2 separate regions of the Mus musculus genome follow, and region 1 is linked to region 2. A link is a contact called in public promoter capture Hi-C data. All regions are on one chromosome and are shown on one strand. Each heading gives the region's core, a stretch centred on a gene start, on an enhancer-like site or on the middle of the called end of the contact. The rest is flanking DNA. Distances are from core to core; before and after follow the strand shown. Region 1 holds the start of Sox14 (SRY (sex determining region Y)-box 14). Region 2 holds the start of Armc8 (armadillo repeat containing 8).

Region 1 (2,976 bases), core at 56-2,555, 310 kb before region 2:
CGCCCACCTACCCCCACTCGCAGCTTCTGGTAGCCGACTGCGCCGTGGGCATTTCGGCCTGTCCTCCTCCCGGGAGAGACTGGCTAGCGCAAAAGCCAATAAGTCTGGAACACACTCCAGTCCTTCAGGACCCGGGACAATGGTTTCCATTTAATAAATATTTCCCCCAAGGGCATTTCGCATCGGCCAGGCAATTATTCAAAGAAAACAGGCTCGCAGGTTGGCTCGGCGGGTTATTTCGTCCTCTTTACCCGAAGAATGCTCATCTGACTCGAGAAACGAGCCCCCATCCTCACTGGGTGGGAAAAGGCACCCTGAGAAAAATTGACCCTAGCTAAGAGGGTACAGCCTGAGGCTCCACGCTGCAGGCGCAGAAGAGAGACCAGGAAGGTCCCCAAGCCCCGCCTTCCCTCTGCCCTTGCAGTTTGGACGTTGAGGGAAGCTTCGAGTTTTAAATCGCCTAATAATAATAACATAGGTGAATAAGAATCAGGATGGACCTCTGCCTACCACACTCAACCCTCAAAGTGAAGAGTCCTAGTGGCAAGGGCCCCCAAAGTGAAGAGTGTTAAGGGCTTGCCAATCAGGACTCTAAACCTCTGCGAAGCCCGCATGAAGCATCCTGGTCTCGGCTCAAAGCTCTTGGCTCCGACCCCCAGGGACCCAGAACTGCTCCGCAGAGCGTCCTGGATTACAGGTGGAGGCGCCGCCTAAAGCCAACCTGGGAGAATGATACCAAAGCACCGTAGATGTTCTGGCGCGAAAAGTTTATTTTGGTTTTGGCCTGAGTTTGATATATTCTTTTCCTCTCCCAAGGATCTTTGACAAGTGTGTGTTGTTGGGGGCGGGGTGGGGGTAGAGGGTGCTGTCTTCCCATTTGGTGACGGGACTGTCCTATTTATCTACGTGAGCTCTGGGCTTGCTGGCTTGGCTGACAGCTTCCTGGGTCTTTATATTATTAGAAGCACCGGTTCTCCTTTGAACAACTGGGGAAGAAAAACAGGGGTCACGAAGAGTTTTAATTTTTTGACAGTGCCAGAGACAATGTGAACCCCCGCCCCGAATCCTGAGCTATCAAGCCGCTCTGTTCGCGGTGGCGGTCTCTCTGTCCCTCATACCTCTCCCCGCCCCCATCAGGGACGCTCCGGGTTTCCACTACTCGCGAGTTGGCAGGTGCGCCCCCTCGCCTTCCCTGCTGCTGATTGGAGCCCAGGTTGGGGAGTCGCCGCCCCGCGCTTATGTCAGAGTGCGTGCGGTCCCGGCCCACCTCGCCTTTGAACTTCGCCGCTTTTGGCTGCAGTTCACCAGCCTCCCCGCATTCTCGGCCAGGTGCAGTGCTAGGCAAAGCAGCGCCCGGAAACCACGGGAGGGGGGGAGCCACGGCCAGAGAAGCCAGGGGAGAGACGGGAAGGAGAGAAGGCGAAGGTGAAGAGGGAGCGAAGGAGGAATCTCCTGCCCTTGCCAGAAAATTACCTAGCCACTTAATCCCAAGACTCTGGTACTTGGGCCCCAATCTCTGGTGCCCACAGACTCCAGGCCGAGCGCCCTCTCATCCCCGCTGCCCTTCCTACCCTTCGGCCCCCTGGGGGCTGCCTGGGGGCTGGGACTGGCATGATCAGTTGAAAACTTTGCAGGGTCAGCTCTTCTCTCTGATTTCCCCTCTGCGGCTCCGAGACGAGGGGAGTTCAGAGTCCCGGGCTCAGGACGGACAGAAAGACAGACGGCCAACCGCGCCCAGGCTCGCCCGCAGAGCCCCTGCATTCCCCGCCCCCGCCCGCCTCGCCGGGACCATGTCCAAACCTTCAGACCACATCAAGCGGCCCATGAATGCCTTCATGGTATGGTCCCGGGGCCAGCGGCGCAAGATGGCCCAGGAAAATCCCAAGATGCACAACTCGGAGATCAGCAAACGCCTGGGCGCCGAATGGAAGCTCCTGTCCGAGGCAGAGAAGCGGCCTTACATCGATGAAGCCAAAAGGCTGCGCGCCCAACACATGAAGGAGCACCCTGACTACAAGTACCGGCCGCGGCGCAAGCCGAAGAACCTGCTCAAGAAGGACAGGTATGTCTTCCCCCTGCCCTACCTGGGCGACACGGACCCGCTCAAGGCGGCCGGCCTGCCCGTGGGGGCTTCCGACGGCCTCCTGAGCGCGCCCGAGAAAGCCCGGGCCTTCTTGCCGCCTGCCTCGGCACCTTACTCCCTGCTGGACCCTGCGCAATTTAGTTCCAGTGCCATCCAGAAGATGGGTGAAGTGCCCCACACGTTGGCCACCAGCGCGCTGCCCTACGCGTCCACCCTGGGCTATCAGAACGGCGCCTTCGGCAGTCTCAGCTGCCCCAGCCAGCACACGCACACGCACCCGTCCCCCACCAACCCGGGCTACGTGGTGCCCTGTAACTGTACCGCCTGGTCTGCCTCCACCCTGCAGCCCCCTGTCGCCTACATCCTCTTCCCAGGCATGACCAAGACTGGCATAGACCCTTATTCGTCAGCCCACGCTACGGCCATGTAACCCCAAGCTTGGCCCGGACCTGATGGGTAGCGTGGAAGCAGAGATCTGAATCCTTTCCTTTGCACCTAGTCTGGCCCGCAGATGCCTCTGGGTCAGGCCTGCCGCTGCCCCTTGCCCACCCCAGACTCTGCCTCTCTCTTCCAGGGGGGAAGGGAAGGGCCATCATCCTGGACCCAAGGCACAGACTGGTGCCAGAAATTTGCAAACATTTAGAAAGCTACACATCTTCTTCCCCTCTCCCGACTCTCCCAAAGCAAGTCTCGACTGTACCCCCTTTGGACAAAAAAAAAAGTAGGCAGTTTTGCTTTATTTACGTCCCCCTCACTGTCCGCGGATAGGCTTTGGACTCGGAACTCCCAGATCCTGGTATTATATCTAGAATATGCGTATATATATATTTTTTCCTTTCCCACTGAAGAAAAAGAGCTGAGTCTTGGTGCTGTGCCGTCAGACACAGCTAGGC
Region 2 (2,995 bases), core at 303-2,802:
TAAAGCAATATATTGTTAGAGATATTATGTTACAGGAACATACTGATGCCTGAAATTAAGGAATCATGATGCAGGCTGGGGAGATGTTTCAAAATGTAAAACCTCTTGCCACTAAATCTGATGATTTGACTCTGATCCTTGGACCTCTAAGATGAAACGAGAGAACCTGCTTCCTAAGCTGTCCTCTGGCCAGGACATGTGTGAATCCACATACACACACACACACACACACACACACAATAAATAAATAAATGAAAAATCATTTTAAAGAAAATATATGGAGTTGGGAGAGTCACCTAGTTCTTCCTCGAGGGAGGGGTTTCCTAGAAGATGTATTGCCCGAGTTTCTGGGTGAGGTATAGCTCACACATATAGAGACTATTGTACAATTGTCAATGCTTTTGTGTGCTATATACAATTACAATTTGCCTGGTTGTAGCAGGCATACTAGGACGTGATTTTAGGTGTTACATGGGTGGACAGATGAACATTTAAATGTATTTATGAATGGTAATATGTACTAGAATAAAAAAGAATACAACACATTTGATTTCACAGACTTGATTTAGGACAAGGCTAACAATCTTAAATGGGCTCAATCTGGCTTTAAATAAAATTACTGAATGAGTAATAATTCCTGTGTAAAGAGTGGGAAAGACTGTAGTTACAGAGCTTAGGATATACCGCTACAGCACCAGGGTTCTCTTAAACTTCCAGGCTTTCAGAAGTGCAACACTTTGTAAGAGACTTATAAGCAAGGGTGATAAGTGATACAATAAATGTAGACATTAAAGTACAGGAGGAAATGAGAAACAATGGGAGAGATATGCTTTTACTTAAAGAGCACTGGGAGGTGAGTGGAGTTGAGGTAACAACCTGAATTAGGGATGGCTTTACTTTCAGAATATTTTAGTAGGAAACATTCACATAGTTTAATTCTCCATCCCCCATTTGACCTAAAGGCTGGAAATAATTCTAACACACAGACAACGTAAGGCTTTCCACATTCCAGGCATTTTTGTTGTTGTTGTTGTTGTTTATTGGGCCATTTATTCTCATTAGTCCTTATTTTACAGTCGGGAGAAGTGAAATAAATATAAAGAGGCTAAGAACCTTTCCAAAATATTGGCACTAACGAAAAGCAGCTAGGATTAAATCCAGGCGTCCTGGCTGTGGAGAACCCGTTCTTACCAATATACCAGAGTAAGTGGGTCGGGCACGCAACGCTAAATAAAGCAGGTCATAGTTAACTGTTGAAGCGTGAGGCGATTTTCATTGCAGGCAGAAGACCTAGTTTTGAGACCAGTTTCTCCAGCTTTAAGAGGGAGAGAATACTGAAACTAGGGAATGGTGTAGAGTGAGATAATGAATGTGAAAGTGAACTTCAGACTCCGTAGATAGTAACTCCACCTACTAGCGGTTAGGAAAGAAAACCTGTAAACTGAAATTTAAGAGTGCGGACAGCTCGTCGAGCCAGGGTGAGGCTCCGCCCCCCACCCGCGGAAGGTGGGGCAGGCAGGCTTCTGCGCATGCGGAGGCCGCTGCCCGCGCCCACCTCTGACCCCAGCCGAGAGTAGCTGCTGTTTCTGAGAGGACGATTCGTAAGCCGGGGTCCGGCGCGGTTTCCCAATCCCTCGCCCTTCTGCCCAGCCCCTTCGGTGCTCGAGCGACGCCTGGGGCGCGGTCTGTTCTGGGCAGCTTGCCTGGGCTTTCTACAGAGGCTCCGGCTGCAGGTCACATAGGTGGCTGTCGAAAGTGCCGGCCGCGCGCCGGCGCCGGCAGCAGCCGGGTGGGAAGGCTCAAGATGGCGTGCCTGTTGGAGACCCCAATCCGCATGAGCGTCCTCTCGGTGAGTGACCCGCCCGGCGCGGGGCAACCCCGGTCCTGCCCACAGCATTACCCCGGCGCCCTGAGCCTCCCGAGCACCACCCACTGCGGTGGCCTCAGCTGGGATGCACGCGACCCGGGCCGAGTCGGAGGCGTCTCCTACTCGAGAGCTCCCACCGGTGCGGGTTCCCAGGACGGCGGCCGTTCGGCCGGCGGGGAGGTCGGGCTCCAGGCAGCCGGCCCATGGGCGCGGCTTGGGTTTGGCCGAGCCTTCTCCCGTCTTCCTCCCTGCGCTGTTGCTTCTCGGGACGGAGCTCGCTGCCTGCGAGGGTTCAGGACAGGCCTGGAACCTAGAGTCCACTTCGCTCTCCAGGGCTGTGGCTAGAAGAGGTGCGAACTCTTAAGCTGCCACAGCACAGAGCTGCCAGACCAGGGCTGTGCGTCTTCTGTCAAGTCCCTACCACCAGGGCACCTGCCAACACCGCTTGCTTCTTGGCAATGGAGGTTTTCACATCAGCTGCAACTCGCGCTATTGTGTATGGTTATTTAAACCGCTTTGCTGTGCTCTGCTGTTGAGGTCCGGGCTCCGAGACTAGAGAAACTATGTTTCTAATGTCCGGTGTTTGATTTTTCTTTAGGGAGAGCAAAACATTTTAGGAGGGACCAAAAAGTCGGAATGAAAAAGAATAGGTTCCCCCAGTATTTGAAAGAAGGGAACGTATTGATATACCTAGAAGAAATATCAGGGTTTTTTTTTTCTTAAATTAAAAAGAAACAACAAAAAGCAAAGAAGGCGACTTTCGCCTTCCGCTATAATGTCCTTTAAACAAACAAACAAAAACAAAAAACAGGACCAGGAATGAAATGAACAAGAATGAGTGTTGTTGGGAGATAACTCTGGGAGGTTTGACCACAGATTTTAGCAGTTGGACTCCAAATAGAGCCTACCAATGATTCAGTTGTTGTTGGAAGTAAAGAAATAGGCGGGCAAAGAATCATCTTTTAGACCTGTGGAGACTTACCGAGATGGCAGTTGGATTATAGATGGCTTGTCAGATTCCCTATAGTCTTGCAACTCCAACCGGTTTCTTTCCTCTTCCCTGACTCTCACACAAACACACTTTTGTGTTCAAAGGCACTAGGTACATCACTCCAGTCAGGGCTGGTT

What was found. Promoter capture Hi-C pulls out the DNA fragments that hold promoters and counts their contacts.
Region 1: a contact with region 2 is called in a promoter capture Hi-C map of stem cell-derived epiblast-like cells, with 2.9 times the contacts expected there. The contact joins the promoter of Sox14 here to the promoter of Armc8 in region 2.

What each region holds. Positions count from the first base shown.
Region 1 is chr9:99,874,499-99,877,474 of GRCm38.p6, reverse strand. Sox14 (SRY (sex determining region Y)-box 14) reads left to right here and starts at 1,305. Exons shown (of 1, transcript NM_011440.1): 1 at 1,305-2,976. The coding sequence starts at 1,791. The coding sequence ends at 2,513.
Region 2 is chr9:99,567,456-99,570,450 of GRCm38.p6, reverse strand. It overlaps Armc8 (armadillo repeat containing 8), which reads left to right and starts at 1,552. Exons shown (of 22, transcript NM_028768.3): 1 at 1,552-1,849. The coding sequence starts at 1,805.